Linked DNA regions of Mus musculus: region 2 is linked to region 1. The links are chromatin contacts, called in public HiChIP or PLAC-seq maps. All regions are on one chromosome and are shown on one strand. Each heading gives the region's core, a stretch centred on a gene start, on an enhancer-like site or on the middle of the called end of the contact. The rest is flanking DNA. Distances are from core to core; before and after follow the strand shown.

Region 1 (7,402 bases), core at 435-2,934:
CCAGCAAGGCCATCAATAACCAGGTGTGTAATGTGAAGCTCGCTGTATTTCATTTCTGCACCCAGGGCCAGCTCTGCAGGGTTGCTTATGGAGCGCTCTGTGTCTGGCACCTCTCTCCACCAGACCCAGGCGCCCAGGGCCCACCGACCTGCCCAGGAATGCACTGCATTGTTCTCTGCTGCTGTAATTTGGCTGCAGGAGCTAAGCAGAATGCCTCCCAGGGATGAGAAACACTCTCCCTGGCCGCGTCCCTTATCCCCAGCTAGCTTGGGCTTCTGCCCTATGACCACTGAGGGCATTTAAATACAAATTTTAGAAAGGTGGGGTGGGGGCGGGAAATCCTGATTATCTGTCTTCTATTAAGCCATGCAGAGACTTATGTCCTGAGTGGGTCTAAGAATTTGGCAAGAGACCTGATGGTTGGTGTTCTCGATAAGGGATGCAAGAGAAAGGGGAAGATAGTTTCCTACAGCAGAGAGGAAGAGAGATGAAGCCTGGAGTGCTCATAAGTTAAATCTCCAAAGCTTTGCACACAGACCCTCAGGACAGTATTTTCTTCTTTTAATCTGAAGTACACTAATGAAGAGCGTGCTCTGATGCCATTGTTCAGAGCTGAAAACTGAAAGCTTCTTTTCTATAGTGCTGAGTTATGGGGTATGGCCAACATTCTTTCTTCCTGTTTGTTTGAGACAGGGTCTTACTCTGCTCTTAAACTAACATGGAACTCACTGCTCATAAACACAGCTATCCTCCTGCATCAGCCTCCCAGAGTGTTGGGATTACAACCATAAGCCATCACCCTGGCTCTTCTATTTAAAAGAAACTGCCTGCAGGCTGTGCAGCCACTTCTCCGAAAAGATCCTATTATCCCTAAAGGATAGAAACAGTACCTTTTAAGTTCACTTTGTATCCAAATAGCTCCTATTGAAATACACTGTCCTAAATGTTTATCAAAAGATAAATGAAGTAAGGGCCAACACGAGAGAAAGGAACTGAGGAAGGAGGTTAAGACACCGCTGGTGGGCAACAAACCTCTACCATCTAGAGACAGAAGAGGAGGCCTTCAGAGCAGACAAGGAGTAGGTAGCAACAGAATTCTGTGGAGTCCCGGCACGGAATAAAGTTCTTGTTTTGTTGCTTGTTCCAAATAAATCAGTTTGTTTGTATAGCGCAGAATGAGCGCCAGTTGTCTAAAGCCAGTTGGAATGCAGAGACAAGCTAAGTTCGGAGGAAAAACTAATTGCTTGGCCACCATTCCTTCTTGGGGCCACACAGCTTCCGTAGCAGGACTCGGATATCTTTTCTCTCACATAAACACCTCACTTTACAAACTTCTCACTCCCTGGACAGCTATTTCTCTCTGAGCCATTTATAAGTGGTTGTATATCTTTATCAGCTAGAATTTGGAGCCCAGGCAAAGGCATGGAGTAATATGAGATGTCACAGATGTCTGCCACAGCTAAGAACCCAAACTCAAAGAGAATACAGCACAAGTAGATTTACCTCAGGCTGGCTCCCCAGTGAAGGCCAATGCCATCACTGATACCGTAACTTGGATGTTCTCGCCCCTGCCCCAAAACTCCTCTCTTCCAAGAGAAGTCCCTCTTCCCCTCCGCCCCCCTCCGTGACCCCACCACTGGCTCATCAGTTATCCCGTTGACTCTACTCTGCGAGGAAGACATTCCCTCCGCCTGACTCACTCAGTCCCGTTTCTCCAGTCATCCCCTCACCACAGACCACAAGGGCCCTGACTAGCTCATGTTTTGTGTTAATGGATGTGAAACCGGAGCAAATCCCCTCACCAAAAGAAAAACCATACTAAACTCTCCCACACAGGTCTCAGCAGGTTACACAAATATTAGTCCTATCATCCAAATAAATCTGCCTCTGTGGCCAGAGCTGTGCCCCCCCACCCCACCCCACCCCAGCCTCCTGCTGCCTGGGCAGAAAGAGGTTGCTCCACAAACATCTGAGAGTACGATTGGATGAAGAGGAACCTGAGAAGAGAGAGAGGAGCTATATCCAGAATTCCTTGTGAAAGCCTTTGAATCTAGTCTGTTGTCTGCCCAGACAGCCCTAAATCAGAAGGTCCCAGAGAAGCAGGAAGTACTTGACCAGTGAGAGTGTTGATGACGTCTATCAGTCGGCTAGAGTTTGGGGCACAGTTAGATCTCAGTTTCACCCTCACTTTACAGATAAGAAAATGGGAGAGGAGAATTTAAAGACCCTGCTGAAAATAAAAAATAGAGAGTAAATAGCTGGGATTAGACCTAAGTCTAACTGTGGATTTCTATACTATTTCTGTTTATCAATAGGGAAGAAGATGACCATTGTCGAGGTCACATAAAACTAGACCATCAAGGTTTGGAACCCCCATGTCACTGTGCCTGCTCTCTTTGAAGGCTCCACTCCTGTGTACCCTCGTTAGGCAACGGTCAGTAGCACAGAGAGAACCTTCCCTGTTTAAGTCGATCGTGGAACGTGCAGTAGTTAACAGTTGGACCTGGTGAATCACAAAATAAAGATTTGCTGGGTAAATGAGAAAGGCCTTATAGGATGTTTGCCACCTCGGCTCCAGCACCAGCTCTCTCTCTATAGCTGCTGCCTTTTGTTCCTACTTCAAAGCTGAAGATCCTCAAGAACTAGCAAAATGCGAGATCTCTGCCTTCCTAGTATACACTGATCCTCATGGAACCCCTGAGATCAGGTGCGCTCACCCTTCCCATGAGTTACCTCCCTTCCTACCGAATCTCCGGAATAGTGGATGTGGGGGAAGTCCCAAGGCCTAGCCAGGCTTTCTATGTCATTCTCTCACAATCCTGTTCCGGGCCTCTAATGGCCTGGTAAGAATTTGACCCACTGCAAGCTGCCTCACTCTGAACAGGCAGCCAGTGAGCAGGCTGCTGCTGTGTGATGTAGGTGGAAAGGGAGGCACAGAGAATGTGTATCTGTAGAGCATTGTGATTTTCCTCCTCACCAAACCACTACTTTATAAGCTGCGTAGAAGCATGATGTGGAGCCTTGTTCAATGTGGCTAACCCATCTAGCTATCTCAGGGTCTCAGCAGAATACTATGGCCTAAGATTGTCTGCCCGTACTGTCTCCAGCAAAGGGACAGGCAGTTTTATCTCTGTCCTATCCTCAGGCAGAGTAGCATCAAACACGGAAGCTACCTCCAGGTTCCCTTCCTGTTGCATACCCAAAGAGGATCAGAAGTCAGTGCAAGCAAAGGGGAGGATGAGCCTTGACTTAGTGCAACTCAAATCACTCTGAAGACAGACCTCTCCTACTCTCCCTTCAAACCTCCAGATGGACCATCAGGGAGTCACTCAGCCTCCTAAATCCATCCCCTATCAACACGTCCCTAGGGCTAAGGAACCAGGCGGCCGGGACATTGGGGTCCCTCCGGATCACTCTCCAGGTCCGTGACAGAAGCCATAGCAGCCCAGGATTGAGGGTAGAGGAAGGTGCGCATGCAAGGGTCTTGTGCTTTTGAGTCAGAGGCTTGAAGTGGAGGGAAGAATGAGGTTTCTGTGTGTTCAGGTCTGGTCCAGCCACTCTGCCTTCTTAGGGGCCTTGCATGTGTGGACATCCACAGTGTTTCTGCACTCCTTGCACCGCACAGCACAGCACCAGTGGAATTTGCACTCACACTGGGTGACGCGGGTGACCCGAGTTGTGTCATACCCTCGGCCACAACACATGATTTCACACCCATCTGTTCCTTTAGAAGTCTTGCTGCAGACGCGGCCTGCGGTACCTAGGGAACCTGAGTCAGGGAAGAGAGGTGAGAAACAAGTCACTTTTGTTTATGCCACTCTGGGTACCCTTACACCCCCTTATTTTTTTCTTAAGATTTATTTATTTATTATATGTAAGTACACTGTTGCTGTTTTCAGACACACCAGAAGAGGACATCTAATCTCATTACAGATGGTTGTGAGCCACCATGTGGTTGCTGGGATTTGAACTCAGGACCTTCAAAAGAGCAGTCAGTGCTCTTAATCACTGAGGCATCTCTCCAGTCCACCCTTACACTCTTAAGAAGCCATAAAGAACCTCTGTTCCTGAAAATATAACCAAAACGGTCACTCGTTGCCCTCTGACCCAGGTTCCCTTGTTGCCACTATCAAAGCTCCCCAGAGGCACCAGTCCCAGCACCGTCCCTTTCCTGCAGCCCCCACACTGCCATGTCCTCTTCAGAATCTAGCTTGAAAATAGAAGAACTGTAGGTCAGGTGAGGTTCTCTATTTTGTAGGGAATATGATGGCACATTATCTGGATTTAAATTCTAGTTGTACTATTTCATAGCTGTAGCTATTTAGCAAGTTAATGATTGTATCTGGGCCTCAGTTTTCATATATGCAAATGTATATAAAATAATGGCTATCCAGGTGTGGTAGCACCTGCTTGTAGCCATGATGCAAAATACTGAGGCAAGAAAAGCCACTTTGGTTCTAGGCTAGCCTGGGCTGTGTAGTGAGTTTGAGGTCAGATTAGAATGCATAGTAAGATGCTGTCTCGAGGAAACAAAACAACTCAAAATCTAATGTAATAGATTGTTAGCGTACATTTATTATTTCCGTCCAACAGAGATGAGCTGATTGGCATGACAGGCTGGAAGCTTACTGCAAGAAGTTTCTGTGTTACACCCCTTTCAGAAGGGATTCTTGAAAAGTAGGGTAGCTTTCTCCTTGTACAGGGAATGCTAATTCAAAAGATGTCAGCACAAAAAGACCCCATCAACCCTTTTCCTACTAACAGGGACCCCTGGCCTGAGACTTCAAGAAAGAGCTCAACAGCAATGCCCCCCACCAACCCACTAGGATATGGGGAGGACAAAAGCAGAAATTCTTTGTTTTTTAGCTTATTGGTTTAAAATCTCTGATTTAGGGCTAGGAGTGTAGTTCAGTGGTGACATACTTGCCTAGCATGTGCAAGACCCTGGATTGGATCCCAGCACTGTTATAGTGACAATGACAACCATGTAGAAGACATGAATATCTAATAATTACATGGTATAGCAACAACATAAGCAGACGTCTTTAAGTGCACATGTGCTCAATTTTCTTTCTTAAAAAATTTTTGTATGTGTATATGTATATATATAAATACATGCACACACATTATACACACACACACACACACACACACACACACATGGGGGACCACAGCATGCATTCAGAAGTCGGAGAACAACCTGTGGAGGTTGGTTCTCTCCTACCGTATAGTACAATGGGGGCCAAACTGAGATTAATAGGGTTTGCAGAAGCACCTTTGCCTGCTGAGCCACTTTTCCAGCTCTCGATTTTACTCTTTAAGATTGATTTTATTTATTTTCTTGTGTGTGTGTGTGTGTGTGTGTATGTGTGTGTGTATCTTTGTATGTGTGTGTGCACACTTGCGTGTGGGTGCCCTCACAGTCCGGAAGAGGACATCAGTCTCCTGGATTCAGCTCTGAGCAACCTAATGTAGATGCTGGAAACTGAACTCAGGTCCTCTAGAGGAGCAGCAAGAACACTTAACCACTGAGCCATCTCTCCAGCCCCCTCTATTTTCTTTTTTAACAACCGGAATATATAATCCAAAATGTTAGCAAACTACTACTCTATAGAGTATGGGCTGACTAGGTCTACATATGTTATTCTAACGCCGAGAGCTGGGTCCTCAATACCAAAGTCCTCTTCTACAATCTGGAGCTGTACAAGCAGACTAGCTACTAACTGTGTTAGATCTCTTAAATTCAGAGAATTTAAATTATTAGCTAAACTAAAAGGTTTTGGTTTTGAATTGGATTAACAAGTCTGTCACACTTGTTTGTGGTTTTATTCAGTGTCATTTGCTGCCCAACATCAACTGTCATGCTAAAAGTATTAAATGGACAATCCAAAGATAAATGACTAAAACTTGTAAATGTCTATTATTCAAATCATCCTCTTAGCCGGGCGTGGTGGTGCAGGCCTTTAATCCCAGCACTCAGGAGGCAGAGGCAGGCAGCTTTCTTAGTTCGAGGCCAGCCTGGTCAGCCTGGTCTACAGAGTGAGTTCCAGGACAGCCAGGGCTATACAGAGAAACCCTGTCTCGAAAAGAGAAAAAAAAAAAAAATCATCCTCTTTGTGACTCAGTAGGAGAGCCCAGCATATTGTAAGGTCCTGGGTTAGATCAACAGTAGCATTAAAAGAGTGAATCTACTCTCTTACTTATCAATTAAAAATTAAACTTCATCATAGATATGTATGTTAAGAAGCAGAGTACATAGAAGGTTTAGTACTACCTGTACTTTGAGGCATCCCTTGACCTTGGAGCACTGGAAACAGTAGCAATGAGGATTCAATCAACGTAGGAAGTTTAGTTGGGCAGTACTACCGTGGAGGGGATCCTTGGTTCCATACTCGGGAGGTGGGGGGAGGCTTATATCATTGGGATCTCTTGGGGCTTAGGGGACCTAAGTTTATGCCTCTGAGAAAAATTAATAAGTGTATGACTCATCCTCCCTCCAAACTCCAAAGATCCTTCTCCAAAGACACATTTTAGGGGTAGTAGAATAGCCTATACAGATATGTGGAAATTATTCCTGGGCATTTAGATATGAATCCTCTGCATTAGACCACATGGAAAAGCTACCTCATGGCAGTAAACCACCAGGAGATCAGAGGGCCTCCCCAACCTTTTTGACTTCTAGCACTCCCTAGAGTTCATATGGCCTTCATTATCCAGGTGGGATGCTACCTGCTTCCTTTGGGCTGAAGCACTTTGGGCCACTCAACTCTAGAAATAATGGGAAGTGCAAACAAACAGGATGGAAGCCAGCCATGGTGCAGGGCTCTACTCTACCAAGTCTCGACTATCGAATCTGCCTGGGAAAAGAGCCTGAGACACCTTCTACGTGAACCTCTATCCTGACTACGCCTCTCTCAGTCATGCCATCCTCCACTTGGTCCAGTCTCTCAGGTGGTGGTCATGACAGGAACCAAAAGAGAAGCAGCTCCATTGAGCTACACATTGTCCCTGGGTTAACTTACCTGGACCAAGATGTGAGCTTCCATTCTCTCACAGGAGCACCTTATCACCTTGCAGCGTTCCCAAGACACCCGCCCCACTGCCACGCATACTTAGAGCAGCCCGAGAAGCAGCCATTTTCTGCTTGTAATCAAGTGTTTGCTGCTTTACCAGCCTTGGCAGAGATCTCCTGTTCCCCTCACTTCTTTTGTAGTGGTGGCATATCAAGAAGCAGTTTTGATTCCCCATGTTCATGTGTGTGTGTGTGTGTGTGTGTGTGTGTGTGTGTGTGTGTGTGTGTGTAGCTCACCTCTTGCCCAGAACTTGAAAACAGGTGGATCATTTAAATGTTCTCTGAGTTGTACCTACTGTATCCCAGACACCAGGGATATAGTGAGTAACA
Region 2 (7,456 bases), core at 1,081-3,580, 55 kb after region 1:
GAGCGAAACATTTTGATAAAGATTGCAAGTGGCTGTTTTGGACGAGGTTCCCAAGAGACCAGATTAAAAATCAAAACCACTCCCACAGAAGCCCCCTCACCGAGTTAACCTGATCGCACTCAGAGAAGCCGAGAGAACGGCCACATTCCCCGGCTGTCTGAATCTTCCAGTGTGGCTCCTTTCGGCTTTACGCTGATCTGGTTCTGTTTTGTCTTAGTTCCCACCTTACAAGTAACTTCGAAATGACCAAACCATTTTCTGTTCCTTTCAGCTTTGTAACCCCCACAAAGTCTTTGCCTAATGTATTCTAATAACTTATTCTAACACATGCTTGATTCTACACCGACAAATAGGGCCAGTGGAGATCTTTAAATTGTTTTAACTTTGAAGTTTTGGGGGGTGTGGTGCTGGGAATTGTATTTAAGAGCTCATGCATGCTAAGCATGCTGCCTTAAAAAAAGGCTTTCTTGAGATGCACTGGCATTTTGCCTGCAAGTAAGTCTGTGTGAAGGTTGTCAGGTCCCTTGAAATGAGGTTACAGATAAGCTGCAAGCTGCCATGTGGGTACTGGAAATTGAACCCAGGAACTCTGGAAGAGCAGCCAGTGCTCTTAACTGCTGAGCCATCTCTCCAGCGTCCCACCTCTCTCCCCCACCTTTAAAAAAAAAGCTCTGTGTAGCTCTGGTTGACCTGGAACTCACTATATAGACCCGCCCAGGCTCTTTGAGGGAGTTAAACCCAAACTCCCAGGATTGATTCAAGGTCTACAGTAAGCAGGTTTAGGGTGCGATTACAGATGCTGGCAGAAAAAGAACGAACCCACGTTAGGGCAGAGAGAAAAGTGACCACGAGACCCAGGGCTGAGGCGGTCCTTAAAGAGTATGCTTATCCATTATCATGTTGTGCAGGGGGAGGAGGGACTAGGTTTCTTTGTGTTTGTGTGTGTGTGTCTGTGTGAGCTCCCAAGTGTGCATGGGTGTCCTCAGAGGCCTCACCAGATCCTTTGGAGCTGGAGTTACAAGAAGATCTGGACCTCTGTAGGGGCAGCAAGCACTTTTAACCATCTCTTTTCTAGACAGGTTTCAAAAAGCCCAGGCTAGCCTCAAACTCTTTAAGTAGCTGAAGTGACCTAGATGTTTGGATCCTTCTATTTCCACCTCCCAAGTTACAAGATTGAAGATGTGTGCCTATTTGTAAGAGTAAAGAGTGCTTTTATGAACAGTGTTTCCACTGAAACTGTGTGGCTATTAAGGGGGAACAGATTATAAGAAACAGGTTTTGTTGGAAGGCAGTCCATAGGTGAAACTGTTGGTTCTGGACTGACTGTACTTAATAGTTCTAAACGTGTATGTAAAATGGGGTGTTATCACCCTGCTAGTGAGCCATGAGACTTTAACACACCTTCAAAGACACAAAAGAGGGTTTGAGGACAGCCTAGTCTACATTCAGTCAAATCTATAGGGAGACCCTGTTTTCAGTCTGTAGAGGGTTTTAAGTCTATTTTCTATGTGTATGAGAGTTTTGCCCTCACATACGCAAGTATATCATATGCATGCAGTACCTGTACAGGTTAGGAGAAGGCCCTGGAACCTTTGGAAATGGAGTTACAGGCTTGTTAGCCACACTGTGTGCTTGGAACTGAACCTGAGTCCTCTGCAAGAGCACCAAATGCTGCTAGTCACGAGCTATTTCTCCAGCCACAGCTCATGGTTTAGATTAACTGACCCTCCTCCCTGCCCACGGTCTTGCACTTGGTCATTGCATTTGGAGCACCAGAGATTTTCAGCAACAGGTGTGCAATCCTGCTTGTCACTTCACCTGGAGTTTTTGTACAGATCTCTTGTCCACAGCCACTTTTATCAGCTCACTAGTGATAACAGGCCACAGGAGGATCAGTATCGTTACATTCATGTCAACTCATTGCTATGGGGCTTGGTCCCCACGCAGGTACTTCTCTCAACGCAACTGACGTTCTGGCAAGATTTCCAGAAGCTAAGACATCTCCTTACACGTGGGCAAGAAAGTCACCAAAGAACAAGGGAGGGATATGAAGCATGGCTTACCAAATGTTGTCCTTAGACCTCACCAGCCATCAATTTTAGCAGGCTTCCCAGGTTATACACAGGTTATGCACAAGCACAGCGGGTTTGCGGAGCCCAACCCACTTTGTCTCCTCCTCCTAGTAATGATGCGTCCATTGATAGGCAAACAGATAGATGGACTCTCAATTTTCTCAAATAGTTTAAACATTAGTTAAACCTTAAAAATGACTCCCATGGAATATTGCTCATTGCCTGCCTGATTCAGGTTTGAAAATGGGTCTCATCCCACCCCAGAGCTGTGGGTGGTACCCAGGGCTTAGCATGTCACCACAGGGCTAGCCCCAGCTCCATACCCACTAATCCAAAACCAGCATTTCAAGACACTGAAAGTGGTTTCAAGGACCACCTAGCCCTTAGAAAAACCCTAAATTCTCTCCCCCAGACCCAGACACAGAAAGAGAGGGGTGGTGGTGAGGGAAGGAGCAGGAGGGAGAGGGAGAGAGAGAGAGGGGGAGAGGGGGAGAGGAGGAGAGGGGGAGAGGGAGAGAGAGAGAGAGAGAGAGAGAGAGAGAGAGAGAGAGAGAGAGAGAGAGAACGCACGCGCGTGCGCAGCAGCTGCCAGAGGCTGTCATGGGAAACTGGATATAGCTGGTGTTTGCTGAATGGATTGTTAATGAGCTTACTTAAGATACATAAACATCCACAATGTTTGAACATCTTTTGTACTTCAAAGGGTTTTCAAGTACTTTCGTCTGGCTACAACTTACAATTGCAAGCATGGGGTAGCAGCGAAGGCATGGACTAGTAAACTTTAAGGGAAGCATTAGTCATTTGTGGAATGAAAGGGCAAGGCAAGATGAGGCATTAAAACTGGAACCCATGAGTCACTGGTGGCTTCTGGTCGAGTTCCAGCAAAACCATCAACTGACTTTTGCATATAGACACATCCACTTTTCTGGAACTACAATATATAGCTCTTCTAAGATTTTCAAAAGGTCCAGAACCCTGAAAGGGTTGTAAAGTTATTAGTAGCTGGTCCAGCAAGATATGTTCATGGTACATCAGTGGTAAAAATGTTATAGTGGTAACTACTGCTTTCTGATTGGATTTAGGACCGGTCTTCCCAGGAGAAAATTCCATGCAAGGTACTGTATGTACATCTGGCCAAGAACTCATGGCTGGAGAGCTCGTAGGCCCTAGGGGTGATTTGCTGAGGACCTAGTGCTAACGTGCTACATGTATTATTCTATACGTGTAGAGCAATGCAGCTTCCAGCCCTTCTCACAAAAGCTTCTTTGTGTGGGGGTCAGTGGTTATCACAGGAACTGACAACCGGTGAGAGGACTGCAAATACATCCAAGGGACTGCTCAGTGGGGCATCTGTATTACAGCCCTCCTCCCAAGGCTCAGGGGACAACACAGGAGGAACGATTCTACGAGCCAGAGGTTAGGAAGGACGGGGACAGGGCTGTCTTCTGGACCAATGTACTCATGAACTCTCAGTAGCTGTGGCTGCCTGCACAAGATCAAGCCAGCCACACTGCAGCGTGGCCTCCCAAGTTCCTGCTCCTAGCTGAGTGTTAATGGCAGCTGACGGCTACTAGAGAGGAAGTGGTGACAGCTTTGTAGCCTGACAGGCAGACCAAGCTCCAGTCGATGTCCCTGTGTCTGCATGCATGTGAGATTCCCAGTGAGTAAAAATGCAAGTTATTAAATACTAGATTATTGGAACCCCTACCCCCAGCTCTATGCTTCACAAGAAAGCCAATGTCCTAAGTTTTTGGGAGTTCTAACCTGGATGCTGCCATCGAGGCCGAGTTTCTCAAAAACTCAATCAAGTGCTCCGTATATCACACACTCCCCTTTCTAATAAAACAAGCCCAAGACAAGACTTTTCCCCCAGACAGTTATGATTTAACTTGTTTTAATGTAGTCTACTATAAAAATGAAGACTTCTGCACTTGGCCTTACAAATGTTAATGACTTAGTTAACGCTTGTGTTACACCGAGCACATCATTAGATTCTGCTGACCAGTAACAGCTTCTTTGATATGGTTAATACCCAAATTGTGAATCATGGAACTTTTACTTAGCGCACACACTCACAATCTACTGCAAACTGAAATACTAATCTATAATATCTAGCTGAATTATTGGATCCATTTCAGGATTGTGCTTATTATCTCAGAAGATAGGAACTAGCAAAAATACACATTTCTTTTGCATATCCCACCCCTGTATTATACTGTAAAAGAAATATTGTTCAGTGCATCCCCCCCAAGAAATAAACTCCCCTATAGCATTTCTCTTTCTCTATATATATCTGTCTCCAAACAGAGGAAGAGCACAACACAGCTTTTAAGATTACCATTTAAAGCAAGAGAGGTAAGAACACTGAGGCCCTGCAGTCTCTCCTGAGGAGAAGGTTCAGCGTTTGATCATCACTGGTCTATTTTGGCTCCGCAATAGGAGTAAATTCCATGCAGGATCGCTCGGGACAGTTTCACATGTCTCCATCATTTCAGCAGACACCAGCCACACTTTCATGTGTCATGCATTTACCTTAACCATTTAAACTGTAAGCTGGAGAGTCAACAGTATACCCTGTTGTTGACTTGCCCACCAAGATTTTAATCACCTGCCTCTTGCCCACTGACTCAAAGGGTTAATAAAAATATAACTAAGAGCTATTAGCTAAATTATTAGGGAGACTTTTTGTTTTCAGCTCTGTGGTTCAAGAAGAAAATCAATTTCTAATTCCTTGTGACTCATCTGAATGGGCCCACTGAATCCTTTGGTTTTGCAAACATGATCAGGTGTTTCCAATGATCACCCATTCTCCTTCCCAATAAACGGTTACAGTAGGCCAGGGGCTTCTGGGTAGATGCTGGCCAGAACAATTTATGTAAAGACACCAAGGCCTTCCTCTCTCTTACTCTGGATAAAAAACTGTGTAACCAGTGTCCTGAGCTGGTGTGTCGGGGGTTCTGCTTGCCAAGAGCAAGGCTGTCCTGCTCTGTGGACTTGGTCAGATGTAGCTGACACAGTGGAGAAGCCTGGGGGTTTCTGTCTGTACAAACTCACTACAAGGGAAACAGCACAGGTTCTAGGGAGGGAGAGGCTGCAGCTTGGTAGCCTGCAAGCTAAAGTCATTTGCAGCCATGTTTGTCTAATCAGCAGCATTTAAAAAACATTTAAAATCAGAATGAGAATCTTCTTGTGGGAATCTCAATTCCATGAACGTTTAGAGAATTGGTAACCTCCATCTGCAATTTTTGCATGACAGGAGCTGGGGCTCAAAGGGGTGGCCCCATTACACGGGGCTAGGATGCTATGGCTGAGTGGATAGCACTTGAGGGGCTGTGCTGTCTCACTCACTCACATGGCTAGCTGAGTTCTGTGGCACTAGGACGATTTAATGGGCTTTCCTATGATGCTGATGATGTGAGCTTAGTTTGGGATTGTCCACTTCCTTGTCAAATGGATTTCTTTGTTGACTGACTGGCTCCAAGTCACATCTAATTGCTTTGGTAGGTAATCTTAACATGCGATTGATTCTACTTTGTCCTTTATGCTACACTGCAAGCTCCAGAGATACAATTGCACTAATACTTATGTGCTTGAGTGTGAGAATGCTGAACATGTAAAAGGGGTGTGTACTATACAGATACAGATATACGCCCATTTGGTTCCATAGATAGAAGTGCTGGCAGCATGGAGAGTGAATGTAACAATTTGGTAAAATCTGTATAATTCTGACTTACAGTATTACAAAGACTGACTTTTAAGTTATTGCTTTTTGATCACAGAATAAAGAGTTCATTATGTCATTTCCTATTCAAGTAAAAGCAACCAGAATCAGAAGTTCCCATGGCCGATGCTTGAGGGTGGATTTGAATGGAGACGTGACTTCACTACTCAAGAAGTGATGCAGGAAACGGAGAATGACTTAAGTTTTCAAAAGCACAAGAAAATCAGCACCCCAACTGCTAAGTGTTCTGGAGGGTTTCTTGAGGGCTTTACAGAGCTCAGCCTGACAGAGTTCCCGCCCTTCAGAAGGATTTCCACTCTACTTATGCAAACCTCGGTTCAGAACACAAAGCTGGCATTAAACAGTCAGAGAGGATTAAAAGCAGTGTTGGTTTTTTGACATTCAGATTCACAGAGGATCTCATTTGCTGCAAGAAATGCTCTGTCTTTTGTTTCTGCCGCAGAATCACATTCCCGTGGCAGGCGATTTCAGGCACTTTTAAAACATGTTCATCTGGAATAAAAATCTGCACGAACCGCTTCTGCATAATTTGAAATGAGTGCTGAGTAATGAATTCTAGCTCCCCGACTGGCAGCAGCACCGCCTGGTCCCCAGTCAGCCGCCTCGTCGCAGCACGCTGGCAAGTGCAGAGCTTGAGATGCGCTATGTCTATGAGGTCCCCTTCTAGCTTAGTACAAAGAGGTGAGTCATAAAAATCCAAAGTATTCAATTTCTACTTAAAAAAATACAAAAAGGTAAATACACTGAATGTATTATACAGATGGCTGTAGCTACTATCAAATAAATAACATGATTTGACTCCAGGGTTTAACGCTGAGCTCTTGGCCCGAGTCTGATGGAATGTCAAATGTGGAGACTCAGCCCTAGGGACTAGCTGCTGGTAGGCAAAAGTATCTCAACATCTTTGCCATTGGCCACCACGGCACTGGGGGAGCAGCTGCTGGCGAGGTCTTCTGTGGCGGCCAGGGAGGATGCCTGGGAATGAGTCTTGGTTACTGGAGTGGTGGCAGACTGCGAAGGGGTGAGGCCAGGCTTTTTGGGCGGGATTGGTGGAGGGTTTCCTCTCTCAGCTCTGGGGATGGTTGGGGACTTGATTCCTGGAGAGAGGGGGCTCAGAGGGCTGGACACTTTCCCTGGAGTGGGTGAATGGCTGGTGTCACCTCTTGGGCTGGCAGTGCTGGCCAGATTTCGGTAGTCTGTCCCAAAGGGAGAACTGTTGGGAGAGACGGGCTTAATTGGCCCTTGGTTAGTGAATCTGGAGAGCACCTGAGTGACTGTGTTTCGGGCCAGCTGCTTGGCAGCAGAGTTGTCTAACAGGGTAGGGGACAGGTCCCTGGATGGAGGGCTCTGGAGACCGCTGGCTTGCTGATCCTGATCCGCCTGGGACTGAAATTTGTGCCGAGCGGCATGGAAGCGCTGGTTGATCCCGACTTGGTAGGAAGACTGGTAGCCCGGGCTGCTGGCTGCTGACCCCAAGAGACGCTTGGTTAGAACTGGGGAGGAGCAAGGAGATGATGTCAGAGAGGAAGAGGCTGTGCTGCTGGGAGACAGGGAGCTGCCACTGGAAGGGAGGTGACTAGGCATCGTGACTGGAGTCTCAGTTCCTACAGGACACCCACCATTCTCCACTGGTTTCTCCTGA

What was found. HiChIP or PLAC-seq counts read pairs in DNA pulled down with a chosen protein or histone mark.
Region 2: an HNF4G HiChIP or PLAC-seq map of pancreatic cancer cells shows a contact between it and region 1. The contact joins two enhancer-like sites. A contact is called at or near these places in 1 of 15 datasets of contacts at CTCF or cohesin (the NIH/3T3 cell line) and 3 of 115 datasets of contacts at active chromatin or transcription factors (embryonic stem cells, microglia and pancreatic cancer cells).

The regions. Positions count from the first base shown.
Region 1 is chr3:104,943,432-104,950,833 of GRCm38.p6, forward strand. Wnt2b (wingless-type MMTV integration site family, member 2B) reads right to left here. Exons shown (of 5, transcript NM_009520.3): 5 at 1,374-3,769. The coding sequence ends at 3,540. It also overlaps a transcript of St7l not described here. Among named protein-coding and RNA genes, the nearest start is that of Wnt2b, 15 kb to the right of the region's middle. Within about 2 kb of position 1,685, at least 38 of the 459 cell types and tissues checked have an H3K27ac peak or open chromatin away from gene starts, as enhancers often do. A contact at or near this core is called in the NIH/3T3 cell line and pancreatic cancer cells, where this site is marked.
Region 2 is chr3:104,997,966-105,005,421 of GRCm38.p6, forward strand. It overlaps Cttnbp2nl (CTTNBP2 N-terminal like), which reads right to left. Exons shown (of 6, transcript NM_001163332.1): 6 at 3,950-7,456. The coding sequence ends at 6,685. Among named protein-coding and RNA genes, the nearest start is that of Gm40116, 6.4 kb to the right of the region's middle. Within about 2 kb of position 2,331, at least 79 of the 459 cell types and tissues checked have an H3K27ac peak or open chromatin away from gene starts, as enhancers often do. A contact at or near this core is called in the NIH/3T3 cell line and pancreatic cancer cells, where this site is marked.